Regions from separate parts of the Mus musculus genome. Here all the other regions are linked to region 1. Evidence: chromatin contacts called from public HiCAR-type, HiChIP or PLAC-seq, Micro-C and promoter capture Hi-C data. All regions are on one chromosome and are shown on one strand. Each heading gives the region's core, a stretch centred on a gene start, on an enhancer-like site or on the middle of the called end of the contact. The rest is flanking DNA. Distances are from core to core; before and after follow the strand shown.

Region 1 (2,873 bases), core at 179-2,678:
GCTGGAGCGCCACGATCCAGGCCTAAGCAGAAGCCAGGCGCTCACAGGCAGGAGAACTCTGCCGCCCTCTACTAGCTTCAGAGCCCACCGAGAATAAAATGGAAGCTCAGGCCCGCGCGCCAGGTTTCAGAGTCCTCGTGCTCTACCTAGCAAGCTTCAAGGAGACACCTGTTGGGCGGGCGCCCCCTCCCGGGCCAGCTCACACCTGACCCCTACGAATCCCAAGCGCCCCCCATTGACGCTCCTTTACATCCAGCGTACTAGTGCCCATCCTGGCCATCGACTCCCCTCACTTGGGGAAAGGGAGCAGGTATGGTCGAGAAAGTTTAGGGGCTGGGACCTAAGGGCTCAAGGGACCCGCGAGTCAACTCCTGGACCTCAGGTTACCTGAACCACCTCACGACTGCGACACTTCACAAGCTGGCCCATGTCCTTTCGGGAAGTGGCAGTGGATACTCTAGCAAAGTCAAGTCAGCTCTCCTGACAGGAACCTCTCCCCCAATTTCGAACAGGCATTCAACTTAACAAAAGAAAACAAAAACTCTTTTTGGACCAGAGTGGCGTTTGTTGAAGCGAGTCACTCACTGGCGTGTTCCAGACGTTAACGGACATGATGTTCCTAACACGGCCTGAAATCTTCTCTGTGGACTTGGACAGAAGCCTCACCACGGGGCCTCCCACAGCTTCAAACCGAAACGCTCAGATTCCGGGTAGATGCTTGGCAGCCCAGGCACCAGGAGCAGGAGACCGGACGGGAAGCCACACGGGCAGCCTCAGCCTGGAGTACAGGCGGACAGAGGACTGTAGAAGTGGGATGCCCAGGCAACTCTGCAGGTGTCTCCACACTGCCCTCCATCTCCCTGCGGTGTCTGCCCTGGACACCGCATGCGACCTGGGCTGCTATCTTCAGGGTGATGAGGGGTGCCCGATCCGTATGTTCTCCAGGTGGATCGGACCTGGCCCGACTGCAGGAGGCCTTTGCTGACCAGTGCTAGGCGAGCAAGAGCGCCGGCAGTGCCCGGATGGGGCCCCGGGAAGGAGAAAGGTGGCTGGGCCAAGGCGGGAGTCGGCGGCGGGGTGCGCGGACGTGGCTGAGAGGATGTGCCAGTGGGAGGGGGTGAGCGCTACGCCCAGTTTGGCCAGGCTGGGCTTCACCGCTGCAGGCTGCGGGCCGGGGCGGGAGTGGAGAGAGGCCGCTGCGCGACAAAAGCCTGCACGTCCCTCCCTCCAGCCTCTGGCTGCCACTCCTCCGCCTTCCCCTCCACTTCCCACCCCTCCGCTCTCTGCCCCTCCCCCGGCCTCAGCGGGGCCTCGGCGGCGGGCGGAGCAGGGGAGGGGCGGGCACCAGAATATGCAGATGAGAGTGTGACGGACAGCTCGGCGTTCCAATGTCCCTCGGAAACTCGAGCGCTCCTTCCTCAACTCCTCACTCCTGACTGCAGACTCCCCCAAATCCCGACCGCCGGCCTGGCGCGCGGCTGCGCCCACCGGCTCCGCGCTGCCGCTACCGCCGCCCCGCCGATCCTCCAGCCCCGCGCCCAGCCTAGCGCCCACCAGCCCAGCCTGCTCCGGCCCGCGGCCTCGGTGCGCCCCGGCCGGGCGTGGATGGAGGGCGCCGCGCGCGCTGCCCGCTGCTCCGTGTGACGCGGGCCCCGCGCCCCGCGCCCACCATGTCCTACCCGCAGGGCTACCTGTACCAAGCGCCCGGCTCGCTGGCGCTCTACTCGTGCCCCGCGTACGGCGCGTCCGCGCTGGCGGCGCCGCGCAGCGAGGAGCTGGCGCGTTCGGCGTCGGGCTCCGCGTTCAGCCCGTACCCCGGCTCGGCGGCCTTCACAGCGCAGGCGGCAACCGGCTTCGGCAGCCCGCTGCAGTACTCGGCGGACGCCGCCGCCGCCGCGGCTGCCGGCTTCCCGTCCTACGTGGTAACTGCTTTGGGGTGGGGGCTGGGGAGACCCGGACCAGGGAGTGAGTTGAGCTGAGCGCTGGGGACGCGTTGCGGGTGGCAGCTCCAAAGTCACCAGCACCCGTTGCCGCACTAAACAAGGGACGGGACTGACCTGCAGAGCTCGTAGGCTGATTTCCCTTGAGCTCGTGCGAAGTGCTACTCCACCCGTGCCTGGGCCAAGAGTAATCTCTAATCCGCGCGTGCCGATTGCTGGGGCTGCGAAATCTGTCCACTGCTCTCCGCGTGGTTCCAAGCTGAGGGCCCCGGCTGCCCAGGCCTCTAGGGCCAATGCCGCAAGCTTTGGGTTTCTTGGCCAGACTGGTGGCGGCGGGGTCACGGGGTGGGGGGGTGGGGATGCGGGTGGGGGGGGGGTGGGGTGGGGATAGGCTGAGCCTGTGGCTCTCGCCCTAGACCCAGGCCGAAGCTCTTTAGTGTTGGCCGTTTTCTGTCTCGCTGACCCGGCTTTCAGGGAAAAAAAAATAATGTGTTAACGGGTTTGGGACCCGCTAAGTGCTGCCAGAGTTCGTAGTAGGCCTATGGGTTCCAGCTCCGTAGATCCGGGATCTGTCTGAGCATCTCTGAGTTCTGAAAACAGGCCCCGCCAGAGCGGGTCTTGGCAGTTTTGGGGTGTGTGAAGACATTGTGTATGGGCGGAGGGGGTTTGCTCTAGGTGGAATTCCCTGGGTAGGAACCAGGCCTTGGGAAAAGGTTACAAACCTCTCCTAGTTAAACGTTAAAGGATGAATTAAAATGCTAATTACTACGTAGTTGAAGAATTGGAAACGCTGACTGGCTTCTGAGTTGCAAATTGGATTTACTCTGCTTTAGAGGGTGAATAGCGGAGTGGGGTTCCGAAGTATTTTTTAAGCTACATAAGGGAGGGAAGGGAAGGAGGGAGCAGAGCGGGAAGCCTATGATGAAATTTAGA
Region 2 (3,036 bases), core at 446-2,945, 2.0 Mb before region 1:
GTCTGTTCAAATACCTGCAATGATTCACCACCACCTCATCCAGAGAAGCCCAAGCTCATACAACGGTGTGGGTGTATGAGAACCACACAACCAGGGCTCTTCTGGCTCTTCTGACCTCTGCAAATCCTAAATCTTCAGTCTGCTGTGGCCTCACCGGTCTTCTCAAGCACACCAGGAAAGCAACTACCCCAGGCCTTGAGGCATCCACTAGGATGTCGGGCTTCAAAGAAATCAACCGAACTCGCTCTCCTATAACCTTGTTCAAATACGATTTTTCCAAAGACCAGAAAATCTCAGCAGCCAAAAGCCTGGTCCTTACCCACTCTCCCCTCCTACTTTTGCCTGTTTGTTACCAATATGTTGCTTCTAATGTAACTTTCCTCTTCTCTTTGCGTACATTGTTATAAACTAGCAGGGGATCAAAAAATTTGAGTAAATAGGCTCAAAACACAAATATGGTCCATTAAAGAAGCGTTCCATTCAGAATCTTTTAAGGGAGGGGAGGGTTATAAGATGCCTACACGATGTGGCCTAGCTACAACATGGCTTGACTCTCCATCTTCTCTATGAGAGTGCCAAACCATTTCCTATTCTCCAAGCAACTAGAACATACGAATCGGCGCAGAGACATTGCACTTTACAATAAAAAGCAAACTTCCACAGATAGCTAGCTAGTCTGCATCCCTTATCTCGTCTCACCAACCCCGAGGCTGCCACAGGCTTTGCTCATCAAACATCAAGAAACCGTCCCACTTGTTAAAACCGATCTCCAGAGCTACTTTTCAACATTCACAACTCCCACTGCCTCAACACCACCTCACCAGAACCCCCTGACATCTTCCATTATTTCCTTCCCAACATCTAAAATCCTGTCGAGTCGTACTTGCGCACGTTCATCTTATCCGTGTCCAGGTGGTTTACCAGAATATGAACAGTGCTTAGAACACTGGGTAGAAAGGGGATGAACTGAACGGGAGCAAGGGCAAGTTCCGTTTTGCCACTGACAATAGGTGAATGGAACTCTAAGACAGAAAGCTGTGCGAGTCTCCAGCCCTGAGCACTGGGGACTATTTCTATTGCATCAGTAAAACCTAGAACCCATCTGCAGCGATCCATTGTTAAGAACAGGACATGACACTGTAACAAACTACCTAGACCCACGTATGTTTATTGGACAATTTTAATCAGACAACTAACATGCTACTTAACAAAAGCTAAGCTTGGCAGTATATTAATAGATACGTGTAAGCTAAAATGCAGTTCCGTTCCGGAATCTTGGAAGTCTAGCGACCTGGGCACGCAACATAAAACCCTTGCCTTCAAACAACAAATAATTAGGAGTGCGAGGAGGCCTTCATCACAGAGAGGAAGATTCCCTCCGCGCGTAGACAGCGTCACCCACCAACCAAACTGGGCCCTGCAAACCCTGAGTCGGGAAGACGAGGAGTCCTGAAGAGCACGCTCACTCTGTCCGCCGCCGGCATCGCAGCAGCTGAACCAATTCTGTCCGTGATTAAACAAAGCACCGGCACCCGCCCCCAAAACGGCGCAAAAGGGTCAGCCAGGGATCCTGCGTACCTGCTGCAGGGAGGCGCAGCCCTGACACCGCGCGAGGTCGGCTGGCCCGGGCGCCGCCGGGTGCGTCTCGCCGGGCATCATGGTGCTGCGGCCCGGCCTGCAGGGCGCGCGCTCAGGGGCCCGCTGCCTCGGCCCTGCTCCGCCGCCCCAGCCACCGCCAGCCTGGCCGCTTCCCGCCGGGCGCGGGCAGGTCCATGCGTGCGCCAAGGTCCCCGTGGAGCCGGCCTAGGGCTCAGACCAGCGAAGCAGCCCAGGGCACTTGAGAGCGGCGCAGCCCCGAGGGCCCAAAGCGACGACAGCACACGAGGTCCCCGCCCCACCCAGCCCCGCCCCCCGTCGGGGCTGCCCGCAGATCCGCCTGATCAAAAAGCCAGAACGAAGCGTGGTCGTACAAAAAGCAAAGCCTTAGGACACATCTTGGAAGAGATGAACAAGAGCCAGGGCCTGCCTTCACGAACTGTCTGTGCATCTGTCAGCTGCCTCATTACAGGCCCTGTGTAGACGCCTAAATCCCTTCAGCCTCCAAGGGGCGGGGGTTTTGCGATGTCATTGGCATGCCGACCACCGAAGGAGGACCCGAGCCTGGGTTTGGAAAGTGCGAACGCTTCTTGCAGAGCTACTGCACTATTCTCCCAGTAGACAGGCAGGGAGCGGAAGAAAAACTACAATTCCCGGAGTGCCTCGCAGCGGCAGGGTGAGCACCGCCTGGAGGCCAACCTCTAGGGCTCCATGCTCTGCTACTAACGTGTGGGGTGTGTCTGCACGCAGCCAACCAGACAAACCCCTTCGAGCCGGTTTCCCAGTCATCTTCACCCTTAGGCTGGAGAGGTGGAAAGAAGAAATCCTCATTCAGCTTTAAAAGCCACTTGAAATCAGGGCTTGAACTCTCGCTGACATCCTAGCATTGTATCCACTCTCCTCAGAAACTTTGTTGCCATCAGTATCTGTCTACTAGGAAGTTTCTGGCGGCTCCTCATCTTCTGGTTACAAAGTCCCAATCTCAACAACAGTGTTGCATTTATTAGTGAGGGTTCTCTAGAGTCACAGAACTTATGGGTAGACTCTATATAGTAAGGGAATTTATTGATGACTTATACTCTGTAGTCCAACTCGCCAACAATGGTCAGCAGCAGCTGTGAATGGAAGTCCAACGATCTAGCAGTTGCTCAGTTCCACAGGGCAAGCAGGCAAAGAAGAGAGAGCCTATCTTTCTTCATCTAATGTCCTTATGTAGGTCTCTAGCAGAAGATACGGCCCAAATTAAAGGTGTGTGTCACCATGCCTGGATCTGGGACTTGCTTTGTCCCAGATGACCTTGAACTCAGAGAGCTTCCAATCTTAATCTCTTGGGATTCATAGCCAGTATATGCCTCAAGATCTCCACGATAGGGGCTGGTCAGATGGCTCAGCGGGTAAGAGCACCTGACTGCTCTTCCGAAGGTCCAGAGTTCAAATCCC
Region 3 (2,969 bases), core at 161-2,660, 1.5 Mb before region 1:
CCCCTGCTCCCCAACCCACCCACTCCCGCTTCCTGGCCCAGGCATTCCCCTACACTGGGGCATAGAGCCTTCACAGGACCAAGGGCCTTTCCTCCCATTGATGGCCGACTAGGCCATCCTCTGCTACATATGCAGCTAGAGACACTAGTCCCACCATGTGTTTTCTTTGATTGGTGGTTTAGTCCCAGGCACAACATACCCATGGAAGGAGTTACAGAGACAAAGTTTGGAGCAGAGACTGTAGGAATGACCATCCAGAGACTGCCCCACTTGGGGATCCATCCCATAAACAACCGCCAAACCCAGACACTATGGCAGACACCAACAACACTTTGCTGACAGGAGACTGATATAGCTGTCTCCTGAGAGGCTCTGCCAGTGCCTGGCAAATACAGAAGTGGATGCTCACAGCCATCCATTGGATGGGGCACAGGGTCCTCAAAGAAGAGAAAGTACTCAAGGAGCTGAAGGGGTTTGCAGCCCCATGGGAGGAACAGCAATATGAACTAGCCAGTGGCCCCAGAGCTCCGTGGGATTAAACCTCATTACTTTCTTGGGTAAAGGTTCATCTCCTAAAGGATCCACAATCATCCAAACAGAATTACTAGTTAGCAAACAGAACTACTAGTTAGGGACCGAGGTTTCAAACCCTTGATGCCAGTGGAAACATTTTACACTCAGTCCACAACAGGTGCTCAAAAAAAAAAACCATACATGCTGCATAGATATTATATAAACCCATTCCCAGAGGTACACCTCCTTACTCTGCTTCACATTCCCCTACGCCTCCCCTAGGTCTGCCACTCACGTTTGCTGGTATAATTGCGTCTTCACTTAGGTGGCTTCTGCTGTTTAGCAGAACCACGGTTACTGATGCAGACACCATGCCCCATGAGATCTTTATGCAACACACACTCATTCAGAGTTTCTCTGAAGCCTCAGAAAGCCCTGACTCTAAAGACAGACAGCATCGTCTTCTGACTCCAGTCTGGATTCCAGAGAATGTCAGTGGCTGGACTGGCCTCTCTGCTCCTCCCTGCACTGCTCTGCCACCTCTGCTGGAGTTCTTGGCCTCTCTGTCCCTTTGTTTCTTCAGTGATAAGGTATGTTAGGGGCACCAGATAACTTGATCTCTGGAAAGCACTGAGAACAACCCCAGTATTTAGCGAGCACTTCTCAGTGTTTGTTAAATGGAGTGAACTGCTTTGGAGAAAGGACTTAGCATTTTCTTGGCAGATGTGCTGGGCATACTTAATATTATTTCAGTCATTCTTATGAATCTTAACTAATGCTGGTCTCCTCGAGAGTCACCACTCAGAATAAATAATGTGTCCTTCCTTTGTTTCTTCACCAGCACTCACCACAGGTCCCCTCGGAGGAGGGCCCTGTGCTCCGCTTCACCCTTTGTGGCCCAGGTTTCTCTTTGTGCCTGGCACACAGGAGGCATTCAGTAAACAGTTGTTTAATTAATTTCATATTGTCTGAGGGTGGCAATTTGCAAAGAAAAAGGAAGGCGATGTTCTCCTTTAGAAAGAGTTTGTTTGGGCCGCGTCTGCCTGCACTTTACAAAAGCAAAGTGTCTTCTGGTTCCATTACATCACCCAGCCAATTAATCAGCACTTGAATGAGTCTCCAGACAGAGCCTTCATTTTGTCTACTTATTAACTTTCATTATGTGCACAGCTAAAGTGTAATTGTGAGCAGGATGGATTATGCTGTAAACTTTTTTCCTATTACACCATTCCTTCACAAATCCCCTTATTAAAGTGTTCCAGGGGTGATATATTATGTTAAGAAGGTTTAAAACATAAGGTGACAATGACCTTCCCTTTAATTAACTATGATGGAGACAAAGGTTAGAACAATGATGATGAGCTGGGCTGAGCACCATAAATCACCTCCACGCGGAAGACAGGACACAGCTACAAAAATAACCTTGCGACTCACAGGTTAAGTGAGCATCCCCACACGCTGTCCCCCACCAGTACTTCTCTGAACACAGCCCCACTGTGTCTCAGGCACAGCAGCTCTGCAGGGGAGAGTACCGATACCACCTCCTCCAAGACCAATCTCAAAAACTTAGCTCTGTTAAAGTGTTTAAAACAATAACAACAACAACACCAATAACATTATCAAGTGACTTTCAGTTTAAAAAAAAAAAAAAAGACAAAGACTAAGCAGGGTCCTTATCATTACTGTTACCCAAGTATAATTGATGCAGTCATATCAGCAAAAAAACATCTTAGGTGTTCTCTCTGACTTGTGAAAATTGAATGCTTACAAATATGGTACATGTCCCCATCCCATCCCATCATCCTTAGCATCCCTCCTTTGACTTTTACTTTGATGAGTTAATGTTTTTCCTTTGGCTTGATAAAAGTTGGGTCAGACTCAATGTTGATAATTATGTTTGTGTATGTGTGTGTGTGTGTGTGTGTGTGTGTGTGTGTGTGTGTGTGTGTGTGTGCTTTATTTTTACTTCATGTAAATAACATGTCTAGCCCTCATCTGTGGAGTCTATGTCCTTTCTCAGGAGTTCTGCTTGTACTCCGTGTGGTGCCAAGCCTCAGTGATCTCCTTAGCACTGTCCTGGCAAGTCCACCCAGCTCACCAGATGGGTGTGTCCACACACTTGTGTGCCTACAGGGCATCTCTTACTTCCTGTGTGTGTTTGTTTACCTTGCTGTCCTTCTGCATACAGAAGGATGGTTTTTACCCGCACTAAACTTTCTGGTTCACATTCTTATGCATATTTTGAGAATGAGTCATTTGATGATGGATTGGATGCTCTCATTAGTCACATCAGCAAAGCAGTGCAAAGTCTACCCACAGTATTATACCAGAGAGGTCACTGCTTTAGAGTAAATGGACCAGAGAAGAATCAAGCTCTTGGCCATACCCCTAATCCTTTGATGTTGGTCTGTTCCTTGACAGTCCTGGCCAATGTCACAGTAAGTCCTTCTAACATA
Region 4 (2,794 bases), core at 51-2,550, 1.7 Mb before region 1:
TTTGACTTTGGGTTAATGTTTAATAGTGTAGATAAGTCCGTTAATGCCATGGAACTTGAGTAAGGAAGTTTTATCTTCAAGTAACTTTGGAGAAACCATAGGAGCAATTAAGGATCTGGGTTTGGAAGAATGGTCCTCCACAGTCTCCTCCCGACAGGCCTAGAAGGACCTGGCCAGAGGTATGGAGTCTCTGCACAGGCCTTTTCATGGAGCAGGATCAGACACAGGCTGCTGACAGAGGAAGCAGGTTCATTGAGAGTCCATTTGCAAAGATTTCACCTCTGTTCTCAGGACTGAAACAAAACAGAAACCTATTCAGAGAAGCAGAGCAGGACACATTTATACTACAGGTGTAAGCCTAGATCTGCAGTCTTCAGTTTTTCCGAGTAACTGAAACTCAAAACACACTGTTCACCATTGCTAGGGCTTTCATGCAAAAGCCATTCTCGGATAGCATGGGTGTGCTGTACCCTGTATGGAGAAAACAATTGAAATTCCAACAGTTTGTTTATTTGTTTGGTAGCTAATTCATGATAGATTTCTTTTTTTAAGTGACATGGGGAGTTTGAGCTGGCAGTATCTGAAGCTAGCTGAGTACTATACAAAGAATCCTGGGTGGTACACGGTTCTCTGTAATGTTAAATTCTTGTCCCACGCACAGGAAAGCTCAAGGTAGACTGCAGATGCACAGTCACGGACTCTTAGTCAATACCAAGGGTCTCTTTTGAAAGGCTCTGGCTGTACAACTAAGTGAAGATCTCTCCCACTGATTAAGTCTGCAAATAGCATAAGGTGACACAACAGCTCTGTGAAGAATGCCAGCCCAGCAGGGCCACCAAGAACACCATCTATATCCCTCTACCTACATCTACATACTGTCTACAACCCCATAGATCTGCCCTTCCTTTCTCACCTTCTTCCTCCCTACACTCCTCTTCTTTTGTTCCTTCCCCCTCTTTTTCTAGCTGGCCTTGAACTCACTCTATGGCCAAAGATGACTTCGAACTTCTTATTCTTCTGCACCTACCTCTCTAATGCTTGGGTTGCTGCTGTGCATCATGGTGCCTGGTTTATTAGGTTCTAGGGGTCAAACCTATGGCTTTCTGCATGCCAGGCAACCTAGTCGCATCTCTATGCCCCTCCCTCAAATGTTTTCTGATGTCTAAGTTGCTGAAGTTTGGATAACAGCACCAACAAGTACTATATTCTCAAGGACAGCCTTTGATAAGACAGTGAATACCATGGATTAAAACAAAGAACAGAACGTGTAGGTAATCGTTTTGGGAAGCTTTGCATCAGTGTTCCATACTGTGACCCAAGGGCAGAACTCAAGTCAGTATTAACTGAGAGGCAAATGGTGGCTGTCTCCTGTTTGATGTGCAGGCCTGGAAACCACCAGGTATTAGCTTAATAATTGCAGCTTACCCTTTGTCCACATTGCCTGGTTGCTTGATTAAGGGTGAGCGGTAGAGCTCTTCTTCCAGGCTTGGCTTTATCCTCCCAATGGATTCTTTCTGGTTCAAATCTTATTGCCAAGACTCCTGCCCCCAATTTTAGTAACTATACCAATGCTCTGGTAGGGATCAGGGCTTCTGACAGACATGGGTTGATAGCTAGTAATGTCAGGGCACAGAGGACAGACAGCCTTTCAGTGCATCCTCTCTTTTGCTGAAAGGAAGGCAGTTAGCTGTGGTTCTTCTGCAAGAGGCCAGAGCCTCCCCAGTTGTATCACTTTCTCTGCTGATCTGAAGGAAAGGCTTCTGTGAGAATGGAGTGAAATGGTGGAGAGAAGCAAGCGTTCATGGCTTCACCTGCCATCCCCTGAGGAATGCTGGCTCCGAAGCACACTGCAAGGCCCCTCAGGCAGCCTCAGTACCGAGGTGAGCACTTCTCCCTGCTACTTGTCCTTATGTTATATGTCTGTTTGTATGCTTTTAAATACCCCAATTTCTTAGAGAAGCTTTTGGATAATTCTACCTTGCAACCATCATCAAGGAAAATCAATCCAATGGCAATAAATAAATCAAGAGACAGAACAGTAGGTAGAAAGAGTTGTGTCTTCCAATACACATATACTTACAAGTATCTAAATATATGTTCGCCTCTGTGTGGACATACACACACACACACCATAGGTCCTTGAAACTCATCCTGGACTGCTTCGATGGCTGGATACTGAATGTTTGGTGAGGTGATCTATGTGTTTCCTTCGCAGACTTCCTCTCCGACTTCCGATTGCACCATGAGCAGCATTGTGGCCCATCTCCCTGTTGGCGTTCTAGCGGTGTCTGGGAGAGCCACGCACCTGCATGTGTTGTGCCAGAGGAAGAAGATTTCTATGATGGTCAACACCTGTCCCTCGCTGCTGTAAGCCCTGCCATGAGGGAAACTCACACACAGGCTGATGAACTGAGCAGAGACAATGAGAGCATGAGAAGAGAGCAGATGCCCTGGGAAGGCTCCAGCTGCCGGAGCTTCTCATTGGCGGACAGCCAGCTGCAGAGAAGGAGCAGATACTCAGTGCTGACACAGAGCTGCAGAAGGTTGCCATCGGAAAGTCATTGTATTTTTAGCAGGTTCCAAAATAGATAGCAACCATAGTTCAAATTCCTGTCTAATCCTTTGCCAGCTGTTTGAACAATCTAAAGTTTAAGATCTTACTATTCTTACCAGTTGCTTTGCAACTTAGGATGAAAACCGTGAGGTTAGGGATACAAACTACACAGTAGCATACACAATGCTGATTACTGCAGCCAAGAAAATTAACACGGAGCTCTTTGTGTGTTTGTATGGT
Region 5 (2,890 bases), core at 118-2,617, 1.8 Mb before region 1:
GAATTCAGTTCTTGTAAGTTTATCCTGATGAAGGAAGCGATAATGAGGGTTTCCGAAGTGTCAATTGTTTAATCCTGTACATATTCTAAAAATCTGCCGAAAAGATTAAACCTGGCTCGCCTCTGGTCGCCATTTCTGCTAACAATCTCAAGCTAATTCATCCCAGGAAAGGACAGGGTGAGTAAAATCCTGCATTTGCTGTGGACCCAGCACAAACCTCCTAGCAAGTGCAATGGCCTGCTTTCTCAGTCACCAGGTGTCATTGCTAGGACACCTCACAGGGGAAACCCACTTGTGAATCACTGAGGTGGCTGAACCTTGCAGAAGACTTGAATTCGAGTTCATGTTCAAGGAGGTCCAGGACACATCCTTTGGATGTCCCCTGTGCTATTAATTAACATTAAAGCGATATTAATGAGGTTGCCTTCTGTCTCCTCCTGTGACAGTCAAAGTGGAGAAAGCTTCAATGTGAAAGAAAGGAGAGGGGGGAAGATGCTGGAGTGGGGACTACGTTGCTTATAATAGATTTGGTGTATACATTAATGATGTCAATATATAGAGTGATCTGGAGTCTTCCTACACCCAGATATCTCACTCCCCCAATGTAACTCTGGCTAGCCATTATCATTTTACTAGGAAATAGGATACAGACGTTGGTCGGAAGTCATTCTTGAGCATGATCTTGTGCTCGAAATGAATAGAAAGAGCAAGATAGCATCTTCAAAGCTTTTGGCGTCCTGAGTCCCAGGAGACTTGCAGACCAGCATAGGGGGTTGCTGGCTGCTTACCTGTGAGGAACCGAGAGCCCCCACCGCGCGAACTTACCACCGGTTTCCAGCCAGCTGGACCCAGAGAATGGGGGAGGCTGCGGGTCTTCCGGGCTCCCAGACGCTGCAGCTGCGAGTCCCAGGGCGCACGCAGGTGTCTGCTAGGGGGAAAAAAAAAACGAGGACACCTCAGTGAAAATGCGGGCACTGCAGAGCTCAGCCAAGGGCGGAATGCACTTGCAGCCATCAGACTCTGCTGGTCCTAGCGCCAGGACTCACCTGCTCACTGACCTGCGCCAGCAGCAGCACCCAGAGCGCAGCACAACCTCGGGACTCCATGGCCCCGGTGCCCGAGGGCTCACAGGACTCAGCTCAGCAGTCTAGACTGGGTCACTGGATAGTCCCGGTGTTAGCAGTATGCTAGGGTGCAAAGGACCGACCCGGCAAAATCGCAGGGTTTCCAGGCAGCGATTCCACCATGCACATCAGAGTTATCACTGCAGCTTCGTTCGGCACCGGGAGGTGGAGTGGCAGTGGTGGCGGGGGGCGGCAAAGCACCCGCAGCAACCAAGGGACAGCAGGGAGGAGGGTAGAGAAGGAGAGGGCAGGACTAGGGAGGGCAAAGGAGAGGAGAGGGGAGGGGATAGAGGAGGGAGTAAAGCAGGGAGGAGGGGTACCAGGAGGAGGAGGAGGATAAGGGAGGAGTGGCAGGGAGAGGAGATGAAGCAGACTCATGGTAAGTACTGGGCATCCTTCACGCCTATGACCCAGCAGGAAGGTGTTTTGTCCACCTACATGAGAACTTGGGGTAGAGACAAGGCCAGGACACAGTCATATCTAGCTGTTCACCCCTGTGCTTTTGTGGAAAACTGTCTTGGTGTGTTACTCCAAAGTCCTCTGCCACCTGCCACCGCTGCAGCTCTGTGGGACTTCTCACTTAAGGGCAAGATTGAGCTGCATAGAGACAGGCATCCAGCATTCATTGTTCTCTAGTCCATCCCCTGGTTACAGACCCTCTGGCCTTCCCTTCTAGTGGGAGATGTATAGGGAGGAATGTATCTGCTTATGAATGAATGTGAGTCCTTAGTTGCCTGGGGCACGTGAAGAAAAGGGGTGAATGGAGGCGGGGCGGGGCAGGGCAGGGCAGGGTAGGGCAGGCTATGAGGAAGCTGGGTTTCTTTCTCACGCCTCTAATTTTTCATTGGACAGCAGTGGCCAATTTCAGATTCACTTTAGACTCTGGCTGACCTGCTGGGAGAGCAGGTGTGAGGCCACTGGGTTCCCAGAGCATCCTAGTAGGAAGTCTAGGAGCCCCAGCCTAGACCAGACCAGGTCTATCCAAGACAACCAGCGAATGCCCTCTCTCCAGCCCTGCGTCCTGGTCCATCATGACCTGAGTATGTGTTTGAGTATGAGCGTCTTTTGTGACCATCAGTGACTGAGAGTGTCTGCTGCAGGGTGGGTACAGATACAGACAGCACTGAGCGCACGGGTAGATGTTTCTACACGCGGGACTGCCAATGACTGTCCATCCCAGCAGCTGCACTCCACTTCCTTCTGCCGGTTGGTCTCACATCTCAGGCTCCCTCCAGCTGCCATTCTAGGGTCCCTCATTTGCAGTCACACTGACCTTGCCTGGTTTGCAAGGCTGAGAAGGGGGATGGCATGTGGAGCAGTGGCTGCAGTTTTCAGGGTGCTCACTCCAGCCTACACTGAGCTGAGATGCCCCAGAGTGGCTCTTTATAAGCCTGAATGAAGTGTCATACATCTCAGAAAGGACAGGGCGGAATCAAGATGAACTGATCTGTGTATGCATATCCCTCTCTCTCTCTCTCTGCTCCCTCCCTTTCTCTCTCAGTCGTTCATATGAAAAATATTGTCAAAGAGTACAGTTTTGTTGACTTACTGTTTCATTCTTTTATAATTCCACGCACCTACACTATGTTCTTTTATTAAAGCCTCCCATTATCTCCTGTTAAGTCCCCTCTATTCCACCTGGTCTCTCTTGTTCTATTGTTCCCAAGTGTGTCTGTCTGTCTGTCTGTCTGTCTGTCTGTCTCTCTCTGTGTGTATGTGTCTGTGTATGCACACATGAGAGAGGTGGGAGGAGAGCAGAGAGAAAG
Region 6 (3,044 bases), core at 78-2,577, 1.4 Mb before region 1:
CAGTGTAGATGTGCATAGAACCTGTAACTACAGCCACACCTACTACGGCTTGATGTTTTGATGTTTTCCTATATCCTTTTGTATCGGGGAGACTTTTTCATAGTTTATTATGCATTAATGTTTATCTGGAATATTTCTTCACATTATGTTCCATTTTTAGTCTAGTCTAATCTTAGCTTTATGGAACATATGAGGATCAGAGTAGGATAAGGACATACCTGATATACTGTTAATAAAATGTCCATGCCAGGGGTGACACGTCTGTCTCTATTCGGTGAAAACAGAAAGGAAATTGGATAAGACAGAGAAGGATGTACTAGGATCCTTTGGAAGTCTGAGATTTAAGGGAAGGAATTTACATAAGCGCTGAGGGTCAGACAATTCATCTAGACCAGTGGTTCTCAAGGTCTTCAGTGCTGCGACCCTTTAATAAAGTTCCTCATGTTGTGGTTAACACCCATCAAAAAATTAATTTTGTTGCTACCTCATAACTGCAATTTTGCTACTGTTATGAATCATAATGAAAACACTTGTTTTCCAGTGGTCTCAGGTGACTTCTGTGAAGAGGTCATTCAACACCTCACAGAAGTCATGACCCACAGGTTGAGGACGGCTGATCTGGAAGGCATTGAAAAGGTGCAAACAAATATAATGATGCCAGAGGAGCCTACACTTCACCAGGAAAACCAATACTATTTCATATTATTCATGAGTTTTCTGGACTCCTAGCCCGTTTTATGCTTTAGATGTATCTCCTAAAATTCTTACATAACATCAGTTATGTTAAGAGAGGTGGAACGATGACAGATTCCATCATCTCCTCCTGTTGACGCTGGATCTATCATTTTAAACTTTGCCAGCAAAGTTAAAAACATCTCCAAGCTGCTTACAAACACCAACTCTAAAGGCACATTGGACGCGTTAGTACATTTAGCTCCATAGAAGGAGGGAGCAGATGGGCTTCCAGAGCACATGGGTGGCATGTGTGATTGATGTCTGAGAGTTAAGGGAGAGGAACGACTCAAAGCCTGTTGGAAAAGTGAAACTTTACCTGAAGGGTTTGGTAAACAGACCCAGAGACTTCAGAGCCAAAGGGAACAGAAGTCAGGGGGCTGAGTTAGGCGCCTGGGGACAGTGCCACCACTTCTGGGAAAAGCAAGTTAAGAGGTTAGTGAGAGATAGTCAACTAAGTAAGTGTATTTCCATTTGTAAGTTAATAAATTCAAGAGAAACCCAGCTGAGATCTGAATGCTCAGCCTGCTCAGGGTGAGAGTTACATTTTAAACCAAACAGGGCTCCATCAATGATGGCCCTTAAGGCAGGCAGTGTCCCATGAATTGCAAATGCTGAGGCTAATAGCTTTCCCAGGAGTTTGCTTCCTGTTAGGGCCCTTCCATGCCTTCATCCACTTAAGTGTGGAAAAGCCTTGCAGTTGTGAGCTCAGAGCTCAGTGCAGAGTGTTTTCCACATTACTGCTAATATGGAAAAAGCACAGGTATGGCGTCTGTGTTGTTTATCATAATATCCACGGTAGTTAACTGCCTGTCACCTTTGCCCCTTGCCACTCTTCTCTTCTCTGAGCTCCTAACCCTGCCCGTGCCTTTCCAATAGTGCCAGAGTCAAGGAGAGCATCCTGGTGAGTCCGCTGGCCTCTCTCCAGGACTATGACTGCTCCCTTTCAATGAGTAATCCAAATACCAATGTCCCATGACAGAACAGAGACTAAAGAAAGCCAACTGGATTAGATGCCTTTCTCACTACTGTGATACAACATACCCAACACGCAACTTAAGGGGAAAGTTCTGAGTTTGGCTCAGGGTCTGAGGAGATGTAGGCAGTCAGGTGGGAAGATGCATCAGGGCAGGAGCTGGTCACACCTGAGTGGATCAGGAGGCAGACAGGTGGCTGGAAGCAGGTGCTGTCCTCTCAAACTTACTTCTTGCAGCTATACCCCCCTCTCAAACAATGCCAGCATCTAGGAACTAAGTATGCAAGCATAGGAGCTGATGACTCGGTCTCCTCTGATCTTGGGCTTGTAAACCATTGTATAGTAAAGACAGGCTAGGTGCCTTGCTGTTTATGCCTTAATCTGTTTCATAAGGATTGGTCTGTAACCTTAACTATAAATGGTTTTGTGCTGCCAGTTCCCTGAAATGGCAACCATGCCTTTGTTGCAAATGGTTATTATGACCACCTGTTGTTCTGACTACCTTGGTATGATTACCTTGTTATAACCAACTTGCAACAATGTCTTTGTTTCACAAGAGGTTGTTACAGCCAAGTTGTTATACTCTGCTTGTTATACTCAGTTAGGCCCTGCTTATTGGCCTGCCAAATCTCCCATTTTGAAACCCCTTACCCCTGAGCTATTAAAAGAACCTGTATTTTGACCACGTCAGGTGTTAACCTTTTGAACCCCAACTTCAGGGGAGGCAGTATGTGCACACAAATAAAAAAACCTTACTTTCATGAATGTGTCCATGATGATGCATGTTGGTGATCTTTCTCCTCACATCTTTTGGATTCACAGAACCCGTTGGTGACATTTCAAATTTCACGGTAATATTAATCATCCTGAAGTAATCATCACCCTTCTTAAAATTAGCATTAGGTCTCAGCGTTCGTGTTGAGTAATCTTTTCTCATGGACTTTAAGGTGTGGCAGGACACTTTTAGGTCACCATGACTAACAGTGTGTGAAACATATTCACCTTTGTTCCCCAATGCACCATTCAGTCCTTTTGCTGGGAGCAAGTTGCTCAAGCAAGTGACATTTTCTGTGTTGACATCTTGAGTCCTTGAGTCACCACCAGGAAGGGAGCTACTACTGTGGACTAGCAGGCCCACACCGTAACAGCACACCAGCTGTTTGGGCAAGTCATTGAGGAGTTGGATATGTTTTGTGTGTGTGTGTGTGTGTGTGTGTGTGTGTGTGTGTGTGTGTATCGGCAAACAGTGCCCCTGAGGTTTAAAGGACTGGGTGCCGAGTATGCAGCTGAGCAGGCATGGAGATTACCTGGGAAGTTTCTCCACAAAGAAAAACAA
Region 7 (3,012 bases), core at 165-2,664, 1.4 Mb before region 1:
GTGTCTTCCTTACAGTTCCCAAGCCGATCGTTTATAGACATACATACACAAACATTGCATGTACATAGACCCACACTGCATAGGCAGTATTATATTTAGACCAAACTATGGAACTATGTATGACTCTTGGAAAGTAAATGCAGTGCGGTGTAGAAACAGAACTGCTGTTTATTCCTTGACTGTGAACAACTATACTCAGACAGGAGATTATTCAGAAGTATTGAGACCAATTAATAAATGAAATGGGTAGGTGCATTGATACCAATTAATAAATGAAATGAGTAGATGGTTTACTCTACCTGAGAGACAGTTAGAGTTTAGTTAAATAGGAACTTGAAGCTAAGGCTTTGTAGATTTTTAGCATTTAATCTATGTGTGTATTTCACTTTAACTACACACAGTTAACTCCTTTATGGAAATTTTTTTTCTTAATATCATTGGGGAGAGAGGGTCAAAAAATTAACATGTCTTCATGCTTCGAAAAGCTAGCTGATGGGGGAAAGGATACACTCATTACAAAAATACCATTTCTCCTCAAAGATCTGAGGCCCCTAGGTGACACTGCTTTGCATCTTAACATAAAATATGTAATGTAGAACCTTCTGGTGTTAGCAGATAGCGCCAGAATACTCTGCCCTGGGCAGTTTGCAAAGATGCAAGATACTCAAGCCTTGGGGGAATGCAAAGAAAATATTCCTCCTATAAATACAGGACCCTGATCACCAGTGAGCGAATATTCTGGAAGGCACTGTCAATTTGGAATGTCATCTCCAGGCAGAAGTATTTTTTTTTTTTCTGAATTAAAAAAAAAAAAAAGATGTGCACATAGCTAGGTGTGTATTCCGTATTTACATATTCAAAAGTGTATGTGAATACTGGGAAAAACTGCAGGAAATGTTCCACAGAAGCAAACAGTGCCTTCTAGGAACAACCCCAAGGACATACTCATTACTTACAGGCCTGTTACTAAGAGAAGGCTTGCACCAATCCGTACCCTGCTGGGATTCACATCTCAGGCATCACATCCATGAGTGTGTTCTTTATTAGAAGAATCCATGAGCGGGTACTCTTTCGGCAAAGCAGTCTTCGCTCCTCTCATCTGCTCTATAGCAGAAGCATTTGCAGCTGACAATGAGCTGATTTCCAGCTCACAACCTCTTTCCTGCACTCTGGCAGGAGCTTAGATTGCTCTTAAGGTAGATCCTCTAAGGCCCCTGAGCAACCGTGAATCTAAAAGCAGTTTGTCTGAGAGCTTTTCTTCCTTCTTTTTAGGCTCACCCTTTCACAGGGAGAAGGCATTTCAGGAGCTTGCTTTGTACCCTTTGCGTATAAATATAGAGAGATACAGAGTAGAGGCAGATGGAGCCGTGCAGTGTTGGTGTGCCAGTTGCAATGTCACTCTGATTCGCACGTTTCCCCTGTCTCCCTGTCCCCTGGGGCAGGTAGAAGTATTATGCCTTTTCTTGTATACCACTGACTACCCTTGTCAAGTGCTTTAAAAAATAAATGATTAATAATTTTTGAAAAAAAATCACCTTTGTCCTTGGATCTTAAAGTTTTACTTGAATGGCTTTGCTGAGTACAACATGTGCACTCTTAAATCAATGGTATCTGCTTGATCTAACATTCATAATTCTGCAAGCCAAGCCAAGATCAAAAACAATAGGCGCCTTTAGCTATCTCAAATGTTTTGAATTCATATGGTATGAAAGGACCCAGAATATCTAAAAGTATGTACGACAAGGGAACTTGGCAAAAAAAATAATTATTTAGAAGGATATGATGAAATCTATGAAAGATCTTTCAGTTTTATTCAAAAGGATTTTGAAAAATAAATTTGCCTCAGGAATTTCTCATGGTTTTGTGCCCATAGTGGATTTTCTTTGGAGTATAGTTCACAAGAAAGGTTAAGAAGAAAATTAAATGTATGCTGTACAGAGTTTCATTAGACATTGTGATGTTTTAGAGTTTATACTGTCCAAAAATTATGAGATTGGCATATATTATAATATTGTTCCACTAGTGGGAAGGATGGATTATTTAACAAATAGTGCTGACAGGGCTGCTAAGAGGTCTAAAAATCCTTAAATGGCAAAAATGGTAAACAGTTGAAATTGTGTATACATATTCTAAAAATGAAGACAAATTAAACCAGAGATGGAGATCATTATGGGGTGAGTCCACAATGCTCTAAAGTTTAGAAAATGAACAACTCACTTTTTAATTATATGCAAAAGTCCCTCAATGTCAGTGGAAATTGAAATTTCTTTTTAATTGAATTGCAATTTAAGACAATCGTGTAAAACTTTCTGGAAAGTCAATAAAGCAGTGCTTTGGGGGAGATTTATAGTATGAAAGATTTATATTAAAATAAAAAATGGCCTCAAATAAATTGGTAAAACTTATTAAAAATTAGATGATTAAAAATTACATTTAAAGTAAATGGGAAGAAGAAAACAACATATAATATTGCAAATCAAGAGAAATACATCAGAACAAAGAGAGCAGGGATAGTCTCCCAAAGTCAAAAACAGCAGAGCACTTCTCTAAGCTTCACTGCCACCAAAAGCTCAGTGAGGAAGCATCACCAAACACAGGGCTGCAACATTCCCGACTTCCTTGGACAGGCTTACAGGCTCATCTAAACAATCAGGTCTCACTGCAGGGAAGGTAAATTATATGGATAGTATCGCTCTATCAAACACATAAAAATTGAATTCTATATCTTCCCAGCACTTTGTCAGGAGTTAGAATGCCTCCTCAGGTGTGTCCCTTTAGGTTGCTGTGGTTAAGGGTCTGTCAGAAGGTCTGATCTGGGAAGCTTTCCTTCACCTGTCTACCCTCACTCTTCCTCAGGAGAACTTACTTCTAAAGGATGCATTTGTGCTCATTGTGAATAAGCGTAGAGAGATGCAGAACAGAGAGAGAGGAGAAACAGAGAAAAAAAGCTCACTTTTAGTTCAGAACCGTCCACAAGGGCAACTTGGTTCCAAGTGCCAATGTTTTAAGGAG

Evidence for each region. Promoter capture Hi-C pulls out the DNA fragments that hold promoters and counts their contacts. A called contact is a pair of places that touch in the nucleus more often than the background predicts. HiCAR-type assays count read pairs that join an accessible place to other places. HiChIP or PLAC-seq counts read pairs in DNA pulled down with a chosen protein or histone mark.
Region 2: a Micro-C map of B cells shows a contact between it and region 1, with 6 times the contacts expected there. The contact joins the promoter of Ice1 here to the promoter of Irx2 in region 1. A contact is called at or near these places in 4 of 39 promoter capture datasets (the 3T3-L1 cell line, hippocampal neurons and liver), 2 of 484 Hi-C or Micro-C datasets (B cells and adipose-derived mesenchymal stem cells) and 5 of 115 datasets of contacts at active chromatin or transcription factors (the NIH/3T3 cell line, astrocytes, embryonic forebrain and 2 more).
Region 3: a contact with region 1 is called in an H3K4me3 HiChIP or PLAC-seq map of stem cell-derived neural progenitor cells, with 9 times the contacts expected there. The contact joins the enhancer-like site here to the promoter of Irx2 in region 1. A contact is called at or near these places in 6 of 39 promoter capture datasets (the 3T3-L1 cell line, hippocampal neurons, liver and 2 more), 3 of 484 Hi-C or Micro-C datasets (cerebellum and cortical neurons) and 7 of 115 datasets of contacts at active chromatin or transcription factors (the NIH/3T3 cell line, craniofacial prominence, embryonic forebrain and 4 more).
Region 4: a contact with region 1 is called in a promoter capture Hi-C map of hippocampal neurons, with 2.5 times the contacts expected there. The contact joins the promoter of 8030423J24Rik here to the promoter of Irx2 in region 1. A contact is called at or near these places in 2 of 39 promoter capture datasets (hippocampal neurons and liver), 1 of 115 datasets of contacts at active chromatin or transcription factors (stem cell-derived neural progenitor cells) and 1 of 9 other capture datasets (embryonic stem cells).
Region 5: a contact with region 1 is called in an H3K4me3 HiChIP or PLAC-seq map of stem cell-derived neural progenitor cells, with 10 times the contacts expected there. The contact joins the promoter of Adamts16 here to the promoter of Irx2 in region 1. A contact is called at or near these places in 1 of 39 promoter capture datasets (cranial neural crest), 1 of 115 datasets of contacts at active chromatin or transcription factors (stem cell-derived neural progenitor cells) and 1 of 9 other capture datasets (embryonic stem cells).
Region 6: a contact with region 1 is called in a HiCAR-type map of kidney, with 4 times the contacts expected there. The contact joins the enhancer-like site here to the promoter of Irx2 in region 1. A contact is called at or near these places in 4 of 39 promoter capture datasets (the 3T3-L1 cell line, cancer-associated fibroblasts, hippocampal neurons and 1 more), 1 of 484 Hi-C or Micro-C datasets (nephron progenitors) and 5 of 115 datasets of contacts at active chromatin or transcription factors (the NIH/3T3 cell line, embryonic forebrain, embryonic hindbrain and 2 more).
Region 7: a contact with region 1 is called in a HiCAR-type map of kidney, with 20 times the contacts expected there. The contact joins the enhancer-like site here to the promoter of Irx2 in region 1. A contact is called at or near these places in 4 of 39 promoter capture datasets (the 3T3-L1 cell line, cancer-associated fibroblasts, cranial neural crest and 1 more), 1 of 15 datasets of contacts at CTCF or cohesin (stem cell-derived epiblast-like cells), 9 of 484 Hi-C or Micro-C datasets (adipose-derived mesenchymal stem cells, cortical neurons, embryonic fibroblasts and 2 more) and 8 of 115 datasets of contacts at active chromatin or transcription factors (the NIH/3T3 cell line, craniofacial prominence, embryonic forebrain and 5 more).

The regions. Positions count from the first base shown.
Region 1 is chr13:72,627,392-72,630,264 of GRCm38.p6, forward strand. Irx2 (Iroquois homeobox 2) reads left to right here and starts at 1,429. Exons shown (of 5, transcript NM_010574.4): 1 at 1,429-1,922. The coding sequence starts at 1,671. It overlaps Gm20554 (predicted gene, 20554), which reads right to left and starts at 1,173. Exons shown (of 1, transcript NR_030701.1): 1 at 1-1,173.
Region 2 is chr13:70,635,939-70,638,974 of GRCm38.p6, forward strand. Ice1 (interactor of little elongation complex ELL subunit 1) reads right to left here and starts at 1,696. Exons shown (of 19, transcript NM_144837.3): 1 at 1,579-1,696. The coding sequence starts at 1,659.
Region 3 is chr13:71,147,536-71,150,504 of GRCm38.p6, forward strand. No RefSeq gene overlaps it. Among named protein-coding and RNA genes, the nearest start is that of Mir466f-4, 42 kb to the left of the region's middle. Within about 2 kb of position 1,411, at least 28 of the 459 cell types and tissues checked have an H3K27ac peak or open chromatin away from gene starts, as enhancers often do. A contact at or near this core is called in embryonic forebrain and stem cell-derived neural progenitor cells, where this site is marked.
Region 4 is chr13:70,881,648-70,884,441 of GRCm38.p6, forward strand. It overlaps 8030423J24Rik (RIKEN cDNA 8030423J24 gene), which reads left to right and starts at 1,301. Exons shown (of 3, transcript NR_157373.1): 1 at 1,301-1,399; 2 at 1,752-1,880; 3 at 2,216-2,794.
Region 5 is chr13:70,840,444-70,843,333 of GRCm38.p6, forward strand. Adamts16 (a disintegrin-like and metallopeptidase (reprolysin type) with thrombospondin type 1 motif, 16) reads right to left here and starts at 1,368. Exons shown (of 23, transcript NM_172053.3): 1 at 1,047-1,368; 2 at 826-928. The coding sequence starts at 1,106. Gm36529 (predicted gene, 36529) reads left to right here and starts at 7. Exons shown (of 4, transcript NR_167928.1): 1 at 7-177.
Region 6 is chr13:71,270,979-71,274,022 of GRCm38.p6, forward strand. No RefSeq gene overlaps it. Among named protein-coding and RNA genes, the nearest start is that of Gm40998, 120 kb to the right of the region's middle. Within about 2 kb of position 1,328, at least 25 of the 459 cell types and tissues checked have an H3K27ac peak or open chromatin away from gene starts, as enhancers often do. A contact at or near this core is called in kidney, where this site is marked.
Region 7 is chr13:71,250,102-71,253,113 of GRCm38.p6, forward strand. No RefSeq gene overlaps it. Among named protein-coding and RNA genes, the nearest start is that of Gm40998, 140 kb to the right of the region's middle. Within about 2 kb of position 1,415, at least 3 of the 459 cell types and tissues checked have an H3K27ac peak or open chromatin away from gene starts, as enhancers often do. A contact at or near this core is called in kidney, where this site is marked.